Regions from separate parts of the Mus musculus genome. Here all the other regions are linked to region 1. Evidence: chromatin contacts called from public ChIA-PET and promoter capture Hi-C data. All regions are on one chromosome and are shown on one strand. Each heading gives the region's core, a stretch centred on a gene start, on an enhancer-like site or on the middle of the called end of the contact. The rest is flanking DNA. Distances are from core to core; before and after follow the strand shown.

Region 1 (3,418 bases), core at 657-3,156:
CTTTCCCAAGGCTCTTTGCACAGGCAGCTCTTTCAGTCTCCAGATTTCCACACCTCTTTTGAGGACAATTCTTCACTCTCTTGCTCCAATTTCTTCACCTACAGGCAGCCCTCCCAACCCTTAGCCTCCAGCCTCACTCCCCATGCCCTTGCATGAAGCTTGGCTAAGCCTGGTGCTTGTCAAATGAGTGAAGGGGGAAGCTGCACCCCAAGGCCTGCCAACTACCCATAGCCTCTTGTGCTTTCCTTCCGCTCCCTCACTGAAAGCCGACTGTGCACACTGCTCCCGCCTTGTGCCTTCAGGTCCCCCAAATTCTCATGACTTATGATGCATACCCCCTCCTCTTTCTCAGTAGACTCTTAGCAAAGTGATGCCCGGCTTGTTGGAAGGCTGTGAAGGAGGAGGCTATCACTCTGCACAGTAGGTGCCCCAGGGACTGTACTGGTCCCTCTGAGCCCAGGCCAGAATCTTCTACACAGCATTCCTACTTTTTAATAGGCCAGCTACCCTCCAGCCTCAAGTGTGTGTGAAAGATATGGCCCATGCTGGTTTCCAGAGTAGCTGAGGCCTCTGAACTGAACTTGGATCTGGACAGTCTCCCACCCCAGGTCTTTCTGAGGCCAAACTGGTTGAGTGTGCATAGGACCCAGAGCCAACAACTTAGGTAGATACACCAGCACCTTAGCTTGAAGAAGGGGGTGCACAAAGGTATGTGGTTGCTTTAGGACCCCAGCTTAGAGCTTTAGACACCCAGGGGACCGAACAAAGAAAGGCTCAAGAATTAAAGCAATGGAGATTGGCTCACACTACACTACACTACACTACACTACACTACACTACACTACACTACACTACACTACACTACACTACACTACACACGTACAGACACCTTGCTGAGCCTCGCTCACTGCAGCCAAGCCATGGTCTTCCACAGCCAGGAGATCCACACTGAGCCTGGGACCCATGTACAGGATAGCTCTAAAGAGTCTGTCTCCGTGCTTGAATCTTCGAGCCAGGGCTCAGGGTGGTAGCCATCTAGCCCTGTGTCTGTTGCTCCAGGGGGTCACAATAGGGGCAGTGGAGGGCACAGGATGGGCCACTAGCATTCCAGTGTCCATGGTTCAGCATGGCCACTCTCCTGTGCCCCCTCAGCTCTCCTGTCATATGCAAACTTCTAAGTAAGGGCATCCCCGGTAGAGATTTCACACACTCGTGTGTCTAATGACTTGGAAGACAACCACTGTGAGTGAAAGTGGCTCAGGTGAGAACAAATGAAGTATAGCGTTCTATTTCTCCTTTCCCATCAATACAGCTTAATCTCAGCTATTTTAGCCCAATTAAGTTAGAATGTCTGCTTATTTTAGACTCTCTCTCTGTCTCTCTGTCTCTCTCTGTCTCTCTCTCTCTCTCTCTCTCTCTCTCACACACACACACACACACATACACACACTCTTACACACACACACGATTTCTACCTCTGTGTCTCTCTGTTTCTCTCTGTGTTACTGATCTCAAAATTTGTCTATTAAACTTTTCTTTAAAAACAAACAAACAAAACCCTAGAAAACAGTGGGATTTAGGCAACTCCCACCAGACTCTGTGGCCTCAGACTCTCAAATGACCCCAAAGGAAGGATCAGTAATAAATACTATTCCACTTTCCTAAATGAGGAAACTGAAGAGGGTAGAGGCAGCTAACCTGAGCCTGTCCCTCACAGCCCAGACTCCCAGGACTCTCTGAGGTGCTGGTTCTAACCCTACCAACCCTGTTGGCCCACTCAGCCCAGCTCCAGCCTTCTGTACCTTAAGCGTGTCCCCCTTGTTGAAGGCCAGCTCGTCACTCTCGGTAGCCTGGAAGCTGTACAGGGCCACGGACTCCATCCCACTGTCCCTGGGCTTCAGCCGAGGACCCAGCAGCTACAGCTTCCTGCTTCCTGCAGGAGAGGACCACTTCCTTTGTTTTGAGTATTTGTTCTTTTGAAGCTGCAGCCGGAAACTGCCCTTGATGGGGGAGAAACAGGAAGCAAAGACATGTCACCCTTGTCATAGCTCAGAGAGGGTGTGCTCATAAACCCACTTTGGCTGTGGGGGAGTCCCCATTAGGACGATGCAGAGCTGTCTCGTGCTTGGCCTCTGTCTCTCAGCCTTCACATTTCTTATCTGTTTTAAATGGAGTTTCTATTGCTGTGAAAAACACCAAAACCAAAAGTGACTTGGGAGGAAAAGGTTTATTTGGCTTAGATTATAGTCTATCAGGAAAGCCAAGGCAAGAACCTGGAGGCAGGAACTGAAGCAGAGACCACGGAGGGACACTGCTTACTGGCTTGCTTCCCATGGCTTGCTCAGCCAACTTTCTTATACACCCAGAGCATCTGCCCAGGGGTGGAACTTCCCACAGAGAACCAGACTCATCCACACCAGTCATTAGTCAGGAAAACGTCCCCACAGACTTGTCCACAAGCCAATTCTCAACTCAAGCTGCCTCTGGCTTGTGTCAAGTTGAAAACAACAACAACAACAAAAAACCAAACAAACAAAAAAACAAACAAACAAAACAACTAAGCAGGACAACTGCTGATACCTGTAGCGAGATTCCTAAGCACCCACCACCTCAAACCCAAATTCCAGCCTACGTTCAAGACACTTCCAACCGTCTCCTCTCACCTGCTCCACACAGCTCCCTCATGTACCCTTTTGGGTATTCCACTACAAGCAAACTCCAGGCTGGAGAGCCATTGTGGTGGGCACACCACCTTTTCCTACTTGCCCAGGAAGCTCCTATTCACCTATGAAAACCTCACTAATAAGGCCCCTGTTGTGCTTTAAACATCGAGTACCACCTGAGCTTTCTGTAGCTTGTGGTCTGAAGGCATTACAGCTCTGCGATTGTTAAGGGAAGGCTGTGACACTGATGCAGACAGCAGTCTGGTGAGTACTAGGGGGTAAAGCACAACACGGAGAAACACAGCTATACATTTGCAACCACATGGAACCACAGAGAGCCAGTATTCTCCAAACACACAGGGACAGCTAAAGAACCCAGGCTGTGGGATGGGTACCAGATGGATCCAGATGAAGCCAGATTTTTATTTTATTTTATTTCATTTATTTACTTATTTTTAGTTTTATTTCTAAATTATTTTTTATTATTTATTTAGTTAGTTAGTTAGTTTTTCGAGACAGGGTTTTCTCTGTGTAGCTCTGGCTGTCCTGGAACTCACTTTGTAGACCAGGCTGGCCTCGAACTCAAAAATCCTCCTGCCTCTGCCTCCCAAGTGCTGGGATTAAAGGTGTGCGCCACCACTGCCTGGCAGATTTTTTTTTTTTTTTCAAGACGGTGGTTTTCTAGAGGATGGGGCTCAGTGGGTAAGAGCACAGGCTACTCTTCCAGAGGCTTTGATTCCCAGCCCCTACATAGT
Region 2 (3,423 bases), core at 85-2,584, 820 kb after region 1:
GGCTGGAGAGATGTCTCATTAGTTAAGAGCACTGACTGCTCTTCCGAAGGTCCTGAGTTCAATTCCCAGCAACCACATGGTGGCTCACAACCATCCGTAATGTGATCTGATGCCCTCTTCTGGTGTATCTAAAGACAGCTACAGTGGGGCCAAGGGCTTCCAAGGCTGTGGGTTATGGGAAGCTCTAAGGACAGAGGGCCAATGAAGGCTGTGGATATGCACAGTGGAGACTCTTTTAGTTACTGTATTGACATTGCCTGCACTGTGTATTGCTCAGACAGGATGTGCTGGGCACTAAAGATCATGCTGCCCTGGCACCCAAGTGTTAAGGTCAGCCCTTCAACCCTCTGCTTGACCATGTGAGCATCCTGGATCCCAAACATGAGATCCTGCCCACCACCACCATCTCAGAACAAAAAGGTGGGAAGCCAGAGCCAACTAACATGTCCCAGTCAGTGCCTACAGGGTCTTAGCAGCTGTGTCTGGAGGCTGGCTGTTGTCCTGTAAAGACATTTAATAAAATATCGCATAAAAAGGAAAAATAACAAAAGTAAATACCCACCTGAGAGCTAGTGCAAGTGTTTGTGTGGAAAGGCGTATGTATTAACTCTCAAATCACTATACTAAAGGCTAATGAACTGAGAGTAATGTATGAGTACCATGTGTTGAGTACATGTAGCCACTAGCTAAGCCCTTGCAAGCAAAAACTTATTTACTCTTCACTACTGCCATATTTCTAAAGTTTTAACTGAAGAAACGGTCGCTGAATGTTTAAGGCATCCACCCACAGTTGCACCTGCTAACCGGCACAGTTAGGGTTGGAAGTGTCTAATCTAAGAAAGCTGTTCTCATGGATGTTCCAAAGTCAGAATCTTGCTCGCCCTTTCCGAAAACCCAGATCTCCTAACCATCCCCGGGCAGGAGTGCCACTGGGGTCATGCCACAGTAGCTATGCACACGCGACCTTGCGCGCTCTAGGCTCCAGACCCTGAAACGCACACACAGAGACCAGGTGATCTCCGCGATGAGCGTGCCGGGGCGGAGTGCCTGAACCCTGCTTCCTTCACTGTGGGGCGCCGCGGGGAACCGGAAGCTATCAGGATCCACAGCCTCCCCAGAACGTGCTCAGCCTCACTCAGTCACTTAAAGCAGATGTACCCCGCGCCTCCGCTTTAGACAGGACACCGTCCTCATTTCCACTCACCAAGAGGTTGCAACATCCCTAGCCTTTACCTAAAGGACGGAGAGATCATGGTCAATCAACTTCATGCTCCCGCCTCGGAATTGACGAAATGCAGCTTGGTTCCGTCCAATCACAATACTCGGGAAGCACATGCGCTCTGAAGATGCGCCCAACAGAGGTAGAGTTTAGCCTTTGCGGTCTAAATGACGTCAGTCTGCTTAAGTCCTATACCGTAAATCTTCCGGAGGAAAATTCTAAGTAGTGGTTTGGGTTCCATCGGTTTTCAGAAAAAACTGAACTTGCTCTGCAAAGCTGAGTTTGATGGCATATGGCTGTTATCCGAGTACTTGAGAAATGAAGGGAGGCAGCTCAGGAATACAAGGTCCCCTTTGGGCTAGGCTGCATGACACTGCTTCAAAAAGCAAAAATAAATGCTACAGTTGCCAAGATTATTATAAACGGCGATGTGATGTTGTTACAAAGATGGGGAGAGGGGGCTCGGTTTTTGTTTTTGTTTTTTAAGGAGGTTAGAAACAGACCTACACATAAGTAGTCACTTTTCCTTCCAACAAGGAGCCACATTTAACACAACTAGGAACGTACTATTCTAGTATTACTATTATATATATATATATATATATATATATATATATATATATATGTATATATATATATTACATACATACATTATATACATACATACATATATACATAAATACATATGTGTACATATATACATATATATACATACATATATGTCACTATTACATGTAATATTAATACTATTAATAGTGCTAAGTCTAGGAACTTTCTTTATTCTTTTTCTTTCTTTCTTTCTCCCCCTCACCCCGCCTCTTTTTGGGTTTTTGAGACCAGTGCTTTCTTTATGTAGCCTTGGCTGTCTTGGAACTCGTTCTTTACACCAGGCTGACCTCGAACTCACAGAGATCTGCCAGCCTCTGCCTTCCAAGTGCTGTGAGTTCAAGACTAGCCTGGTCTACATCGCGAGTTTCAGGACACCCAGGACTACAGAGAGAGACCTTGTCTCAAGATAATAATTATAACAACAACGTCAACAACACAAGAGAGTGTATAAGCAATACAATTTGTAATACATATAGCTGGAAATAAATTTTATTTCAAAAGATACAAAGTTTGCAGAAAAAATTATTATCTTAGTTTTTCAAGACAGGGTCTCTCTGTGTAGTCCCAGTTGTCCTGGAATTTACCCTGTAGACCAGGCTGGCCTCAGAGATCTGCCTGCCTCTGCCTTCTGAGTGATGGGATTAAGGGCATGAGCCACTATTGCTCAGCAAATTTATTGTATGTTCATTATTGACTGTTTATTGTAGATGAGAGGAGCTTGCATAAAGATATTTCATGCAAGTTTATAATGTACTTTGGGCATACTCTCCTCCATTCTCTCTAGCCTCCTCTTTCCACCCCCACTTAAGTGTAAGGAGTCACACAGACACACACCCTTCTCTGTGTAAGCTGAAGCCAAGTAGAGAGTTGAGTCGGAATTCCATCCCTCACTGACAAGACCACTTCCCACGTGTGAAAAGAGGCCATGCAGAGAGCAATAACTAAACACTCTTTCCCCTCCCAGTGTCAATGGAGACTTATTAGAAGTCTGGACTTCCATTTGTACCAAATAGTAACAAAGAGTTCCTCTAGGTGTCAGTGAAGGACAAGTGGAATTTACAGACTTCCACATCCATCTGCCAATAGCAAAAAGGCATAAGATTATCCTGCCAAAGTATTGTCCAAGGAAGCCAGCTTAAATGGAAAATGGAAATAGGATTCAGACTCTTAAGGTACTTAGAAGTCCAGGTTTCTGTCAAAAAGCACTAGCTTTGGGCTAGAATATATAGCACAATGTTAGAGTACTTGTAAGCATATGCAATGCACTCAGTTTTATCCGTAGCACAAGAATGAAAATTGAAAAGCATATGTTTTTAATAAGAAACTGAACTTTTTTCTTTTTTAACATTTTTTATATTTTTATTAGTCCTTTGAGAATTTTGTACAATTTTTAAAAAAGATTTATTTATTTTATGTATGTGAGTACACTGTCCTTCTCTTCAGACACACCAGAAGAGGGCATCAGATCCCCATTACAGATGGTTGTGAGCCACCATGTGGTTGCTCGGAATTGACCTCAAGACCTCTGGAAGAACAGCCACTGCTCTTAACCACTGAGCTGTCTCCAGGTCAACCTTTTTCTTTTAAAATCTTTA
Region 3 (3,455 bases), core at 630-3,129, 950 kb after region 1:
CCAGCTCTGAAAGGCCTCCCTAACTGGTCCCGCCTACGTCAGCATCCCAGTCCATATTCCCACACCCTCATCACACCATATTTTATCCACAGCTCTAGCCAACCCTGTGAACTACTATATATTCTGCCCTTCTGTTTTGGCTTTTTTGTCCGCATCCTTTCCCAGGGAATAAACCACCCCTTCAATGAAGAATTGTCCGCCATGCCCTGGTACCAAGGAGGTAGGGATCCAAATTAAACTAGTAGGAGATGCACATCCTACAGGCAATTTGTAATTTGTGGTCTGAGCTGGATTTAAACCCAATACCCACTGGTCACCCTGGACTACAAGTCCAAACTCAAGAATCTGGGGCTCACTATTCTCTAGAGATCTCCTAACACCCCCTGTGGCAATCAAACTCGTTCCCCAAGATGACCTATCTCCTATCATTGCTTCCCACTCAAATCGGGCCTCACCCTCCTCAACTCCTACCCACTGTAGCATCATCAGTCAGGGGAAGCCATGCTTCAGAGACTCATCACAACTGTGGAGGTCCCCACTACACACCCCATTCACTGGCTAAAACCCACTCTCTTCTTGTTTCATGGGGCACACCCTCACGGTGAGCCAAAAAGAGGCTCCCATCTGAGAAGCCTCTCCTGGCAGCTCTTTAGTTATGGTGTCTGTAAAGCCTGGCACCCCCTGATCATTGCTGAGATCGCAACAAGAAAAAACTGAGCCATGGCAGGGTCTCCCCCTGAAAGTGCCTCCTAAGAGAAGTCCAGGGTCCCTAAGTTCTACTCAGGACAGTAGCAGCTGCTTCAAAACTCCTACTCCACTGCTATCACACAGCAAGGCAAGGAAAGATAAGCGGCCCTCTCCCTACTGAACCTCAGTTTTTTTTTTTTTGTTTGTTTGTTTGTTTTTTAACGTGTGTAATGGAAATGAGAAATCGAATCCTCAACAGCAAGATGCACACAGGCTCTGGGATAAAAGTAACATCTAATCAGAGCCCCACCAGTACAGATAAGAGTTAGGCTTGTGGGGCTCTATACTGGTCAGTGCAGACTAGGTGGGAGCTGAGGCCTTTCCCGGGTCTCTTCTGTATCTCGTCTCTCCAACTTTAGTAAGGTCAGGAACTGGCCGGGTCGCAAGGACATCCAGAATCCACAAGGGGGAAACTGGCCTCATTTCATGGCGGGGGAAACTGAGGCACTAAGGTTTGAAATGCAGTTGAGCATACAGACCAGCACATCCCTTGAACTAGGGACCCCAAGGTAGGGCAGAGCCTGGTGAGAAAAGTGGAGGCGCAGGGATTTCCCAGCCCCCCCACCCCCCACTTTTCCCTCTCTCGCCCGCCTAAGAGTTAAAGAAAACAAAACCTGGCCCTGAATGTCCCTCAGCCGAGCCGGGCTACACACCAAAAATGAAAGAAAAGAGGCCAAGAGCGAAAGGCAGATAGGTCGGAGGACCCCACTGAGCCCAAGGGACACCGGGAGAGATATCAGGGGTTCAGAGACCAGGAGCCCGAAAGCGCACGGCACGGCGCGGGGCGCAGCCCGACACCCCAACCAGGCACACCCGAGCAGCGCGGCGCTCGCAGGGCAGAGGCGGCCCGATGTGGCCCGCCTGAGCCGCCGGCGCCCCCGCCGCCGCACCTTGTGGAAGGCGAAGAGCTCCTGCTTAAGCTTCTCGCGCTGCGGGTCGGCGCCCTGCCGCCGGAACCGAAACTTCATCATCTTGCGCCCGCCTCCGCCACCGCCGCGGGATGCGCCCGGCCCCGCCGGTCCTGAGGCGCGGGGCGGGGCCTGCACGGAGGCGCGGGACGCCACGGACGCCCGCCCGACCCACGACGTGAGCGTGCCCGCCGTGCCGTGCCGCCCCTTGCTCGCCAGACAATGGGCGAGGACGGGGCCCCCGGGCTCGCCGGGCTCGCCGGGGGGGGGGGGCAGTCACGCATGCGCAATGGTGCGGGGCCTGCTGGGACTTGTAGTCCGAAGGTGGGTCCCAACCGTGGGAAGCTGGGCTGTGGTTTGCTAAAGGTTGTTTTCCACTCACGACTGAGCTAACAACATTCTAATAATTCCAGGGACAATTCTCTAGCCCCTCCCGGTCCCACTTCCCCCATCTTTGCCGTTGTTATCTAGTTTGTGTGGCCAGTTTTCACGGATCACTACTTTGCCTATTCCTCCGGTGTGTATTCCACACCACGCTTTTTGTCTCAACTATTATCGAAGAACCCCTCTCTAGGAGCCCGCGATGGTTGTGCATAACTTTAATTCTGGCAATCAGGTGGCAAGCAGAGGCAGGCAGATCTCTCTGAGTTCCAGGCCAGTCAAAAGCTACATTGTAAAACTATGTCTCAAAAAAAAAAAAGAAAATCTCAATTCCTTGAGAGTTATTATTCATGACCCAACACAAAGAACTTCGGTTTGCACCGGCTCAGAAGATCCTTGAGAGGGACGCGAGGCAAAGAAAAGGGGCGGAGGGCTGCAGGAGGTGGCAGGCACGTAGGGCTGAACAGGAGCGGGCTGGATACAGCTTCTCCCCTTGTTTCCCCCATCCCTACAGGGAACTCCGAGAACAAAGCTGCGCCCCGCCCCCGCTTTCTTCCTGTCCCACCCACCTCCCGAGACTTTTCTCTTCTGGACAATGGCCTCTAGGCTGAACCTTTTCCTGCTAGCTGAGGGACTCAGTGTTGGGAGAGATCCCAGGAGTTTAAGCGGGCCAAGCCCCTGTCCTCCCATCTTTGTCAAGAGAGGAGGCGTTGACCCTTAACCCTCAGGCAGCTGCACTGCAGCAACAGGGACCTAGCTACCTCCAAACTGCCCACGACCAGCGTTGCTCAACCCGCCCTGGGAGTTGGGGCTCAGGACTCACAGCTCTTTCCCGAGCTGTAGCTAAAGTGGTTGGCTAGACAGCAAAGGGCCCCTCCTGATCTCAACACGCTTAATGATTTTAAGAGCTCACTGAGAGAGGCACAGATACCACACAATTTTAAAGTGATATCACCCCAGATGCACAGAGGAAGAAACAGTGGCAGCCAACACAGACCAAGATCAGCCCCACACAAGTCATGATCAGAAGCAACTCAGAGGCCTAGGCTACAGTCCTTGTGCTACCCCATGTTGGATTTCAACCTTGCAAATGCTCAGGACATGCTCTACCTCAGCACCAGCTTTCTCTACCCTCATCTCTGCAGTAAAAGTTTATTAGGTTACCCAAGTAACCAATCCCCAGAAATTTTACACTGCAGTCACAAAAACAAAACAAACAAACAAAAAACCCCAAACACCAGACAACAAAACAGCAACAAATAACTTCTGTTGTTTGATAGCCAATAAGAATGACTTTTACCGGGCAGTGGTGGCATACGCCTTTAATCCCAGCACTTGGGAGGCAGAAGCAGGCAGATTTCTGAGTTCGAGGTCAGCCTGGCCTCCAGAGTGAGTTCCAGGACAGCCAAGGCTACACAG
Region 4 (3,136 bases), core at 79-2,578, 740 kb after region 1:
AAAAGATTGGGGGGGGGGGTTACAGAGGAAAGTGTTCATTAAATGGGGACTAAATGGCCTGGCAGCCTGGGCAAAGGTTCAAGAGTCAGTCACTGCCACTAATGACAAAATGCCCACTGCAACTTACAGAACTCTCTGTGGCAATGTGAGGTCGTACACTTGGAAAAGGATCTTGCAGTTTTTCACAAAACAAAATATCCACTGGCTATAAAACTCGGCAGTATATTCCTGAGAGCTACCCTAAGGGAATGCTGGCCAGACGACATCCACAGCCTGTTACTCATAGCAGCTCCAAACCAAAACAACACAACAACCCATTAACACGTGATGGAAAACTGGTACCTGCTTCCTGGGAAATCTCTGACACACTGGTGAACATGATAGCAGCAACAACACAGCTGATGACAGGTGGAAGCGAAGAAACCAGATACGAAAAGGTAAATACTGTGTAGTTCTTAAGAAATAGGATGTTCTTAGGAAAAGCTGTTTAGTCAATAGCGCTAAAAGTCAGGGAGCATAGCTACTTCAAAAGGAAGAAATCAATTGGAAGGGAGCCCACGGAGATCTCCATTTAGCTGTAAAATGCTTCCTTGTTGGTCTGTCCCCCGCCTCTCCCCCACCCCCAGCCCCCGCCACGCACACAGACACACATTTTGTACAGGTTTGAAGTTACAGCCTTCAAGCATTCCACTGAGGTACTCAAACTTTAATGTCTGTGTGGTGGTCTCATAGATGTGGACATCAAATTTGCACGGTAATTAACAGAATATGATTCTGTGAACATCCATGGTCGGCAAGCTTTCCTAATACTGTACTTCTAGAGAAACACTGGCTCCTGGGTAGCTAGCTCCCTAGGGACCTCATATTTCTGGCTTTCTTTGGGAGGGGTGGCTTTTCACCCAGTCCCAAACATGCCTAGGGGTAATCTCTCAATATCAGCTACAGCTGCCCGAGTGGGTGGGCTGCATAGCTCCAGCCCGCACGATTCCAGCAGAGAGTAGGTTTGCCTGTCAACACCTTGCATTTGACGTTATCTATTGCCTCAGGCTTGCAGTGAGGCTAATGCCTAATATTAAATGGCTGTCGCGGGGAGGATCTAAATTACCCCATAGGTCATTGCGTGTTTTGCATATGGGTCCGTGTGGGTCCTAAAAGTCATTCTGGGGCATTCGGGAGGACAATCGGCGCCCTGGATGGACCAGCACATCATTGTTGAAGCCGCGAGCGAAACGGGCAGCGCGGTCTCTTTAAGAGACGCCAGGAATGTATCCAAACAGACAGTGCGCGCAGCGCACGTGACTCACAGCTGATTTCCGGCCCCGCCCCCTTCTCCGGCCCGCGCCGCCGAAGAGTCAGTTCGCTGCGGCCCGCGGTCCCCAGTGTCGGCGCGCGCGATGGCGCACGCTACCCCGCCGAGCGCACTGGAGCAGGGCGGCCCCATCCGCGTGGAGCACGACCGCCAACGCCGCCAGTTCTCCGTGCGCCTCAACGGTACCGAGCTGCCTTTGTTTGCGCGCGCGCGGGCGGGACGGGGCGGGACCTGCGGGCGGACGGACAGATGGATCCCGGGGCGGGAGGGCTCCCGAACCCCCCGACTGGCACCGCCGGAGCGCGTCTGCCCGGGCAGCCCGCACCTGCTAGCGCAGCCGGCCTCCGACATCGCGGACGGAGGGCTGCCACCCTGGGTCCCAGAGAGCAGGTCACTGGTGGCCTGCCACCCCCACCCCCCGGGTGTTCGGTTGCTTCCTGCCGCCGTGGAGGAGCCTGCAGGGGCCTGGGGCATAACCTAGGGAATATGTGGCCTGGAGGAGGAGGCGGGTAGGTGATTCTGAGACTTTGGCCAGTTTGTCTAGTCAATGTGTGCATCGGTCTCCCGGAATCTGCAATGGGGATAGCTGGAGTGCAAACCGCTTTGGATGAGATGCTGTGGCAGTAAAAGTTCAGAATGACACATTTGGTGCACAGCAAGTGCTGATAAACATAGATAAATGGCTACTTTTCAACAGATAGAGAAGTCAAAGCCTCATCTGTAGCGTTTGTACCAGCAGACCGACACTCCTCCCATTGATTCTAGGGCTGGAAAAGATTGTGGAATATGGGACCTTGAGCTCTCTGTAGCCCACTCCTCCCAGCTGGGCCCTCTGGGGAGACCCGACTTAGCCACTGCCCATATTATTTTGATTGGAAGGATGCACCACTTGAGTGTGGTCGGCCAGTAGGTAGGTTGTAAGCAGTCAAGCATACGCAGCCTATCCTGACTTCCTGAGCCAACCTTCTGTGACCTGCACTTGGAGGCCAGGTCTCCCGTTTGTGCCACCTAACCACCGTGGGGGCAGCTATCACTTCCTGTGTTGTGACATACCGCCCCACTTACAGATGAGTAAACTGAGGCTGGGAGTGCAGGAAATGGGACCTGCCCAGCTTTAACAAGACCAGAGGCATATTCAAATCAGGGCCCAGCTGCCCCTTGCCCTATTCTTTCCGTAGAGAAACAAGTCCTGCTGTCATGCTGATGGTAGCTCAGCTGACTGTGACACTTGGCCCTGATCCCTTGAGAGGCCTTATCTGAGGGTTTGTTTGTTTTTTGTTTCTTTTTTCTTCAGATCCTCTTTTCTGAAGTTTTCTTAGTTCCAGTGAGGCTTTTAGTTCCTGGGGACTGTGGAGGCACATCAGATCCATAAAGAGAAAGGCAGAAGCCTTAGGCTTCTCTCTCTTTCTTTCTTTCTTTCTTTCTTTCTTTCTTTCTTTCTTTCTTTCTTTCTTTCTTTCTTTCTTTCTTTCTCTCTCTCTTTCTTTTCCAAATGGGTCCAGTCAAAAGGACAGTACTCTTGAGAGCTGGCTATGAACAAATGATATCCTTAAACTTAACCGTTCTGCAATCTGCTGCCCCGTTGACAGAGAGACAGAATTGCTAGAGGCGGGCAACCTCGCCTCGGCTCCTCCTGTACAGCCTGGGCCAACAGTTTACTGAGTACCTACTATTTACCCAGGACTTGTAGGGCTGCCAGTCTAAAGAAGGAGATGGGTCTCAGATGAATTGCATAATATCTCATAAAACCAAGGCCTTGGGAGGCGTGGTCAGGCAGAAGGAAGGGTCTATTGGGGCAGAGCCACTGTTTGGCATTAAGTTCCAAGC

What was found. Promoter capture Hi-C pulls out the DNA fragments that hold promoters and counts their contacts. ChIA-PET counts read pairs in DNA pulled down with a chosen protein or histone mark.
Region 2: a promoter capture Hi-C map of stem cell-derived epiblast-like cells shows a contact between it and region 1, with 2.9 times the contacts expected there. The contact joins the promoter of Dhrs7b here to the promoter of Grap in region 1. A contact is called at or near these places in 1 of 39 promoter capture datasets (stem cell-derived epiblast-like cells), 1 of 484 Hi-C or Micro-C datasets (B cells) and 1 of 115 datasets of contacts at active chromatin or transcription factors (pro-B cells).
Region 3: an RNA polymerase II ChIA-PET map of memory CD8 T cells shows a contact between it and region 1, with 5 read pairs. The contact joins the promoter of Llgl1 here to the promoter of Grap in region 1. A contact is called at or near these places in 2 of 115 datasets of contacts at active chromatin or transcription factors (memory CD8 T cells and microglia).
Region 4: a promoter capture Hi-C map of the C10 cell line shows a contact between it and region 1, with 2.1 times the contacts expected there. The contact joins the promoter of Natd1 here to the promoter of Grap in region 1. A contact is called at or near these places in 3 of 39 promoter capture datasets (the C10 cell line and liver) and 1 of 115 datasets of contacts at active chromatin or transcription factors (thymic regulatory T cells).

Annotation. Positions count from the first base shown.
Region 1 is chr11:61,651,809-61,655,226 of GRCm38.p6, reverse strand. Grap (GRB2-related adaptor protein) reads right to left here and starts at 1,906. Exons shown (of 5, transcript NM_027817.3): 1 at 1,803-1,906. The coding sequence starts at 1,880.
Region 2 is chr11:60,828,542-60,831,964 of GRCm38.p6, reverse strand. Dhrs7b (dehydrogenase/reductase (SDR family) member 7B) reads right to left here and starts at 1,334. Exons shown (of 7, transcript NM_145428.2): 1 at 1,234-1,334. The coding sequence starts at 1,253.
Region 3 is chr11:60,698,124-60,701,578 of GRCm38.p6, reverse strand. It overlaps Llgl1 (LLGL1 scribble cell polarity complex component), which reads right to left and starts at 1,879. Exons shown (of 21, transcript NM_001159404.2): 1 at 1,638-1,879. The coding sequence starts at 1,718.
Region 4 is chr11:60,911,984-60,915,119 of GRCm38.p6, reverse strand. It overlaps Natd1 (N-acetyltransferase domain containing 1), which reads left to right and starts at 1,328. Exons shown (of 3, transcript NM_025294.5): 1 at 1,328-1,491. The coding sequence starts at 1,395.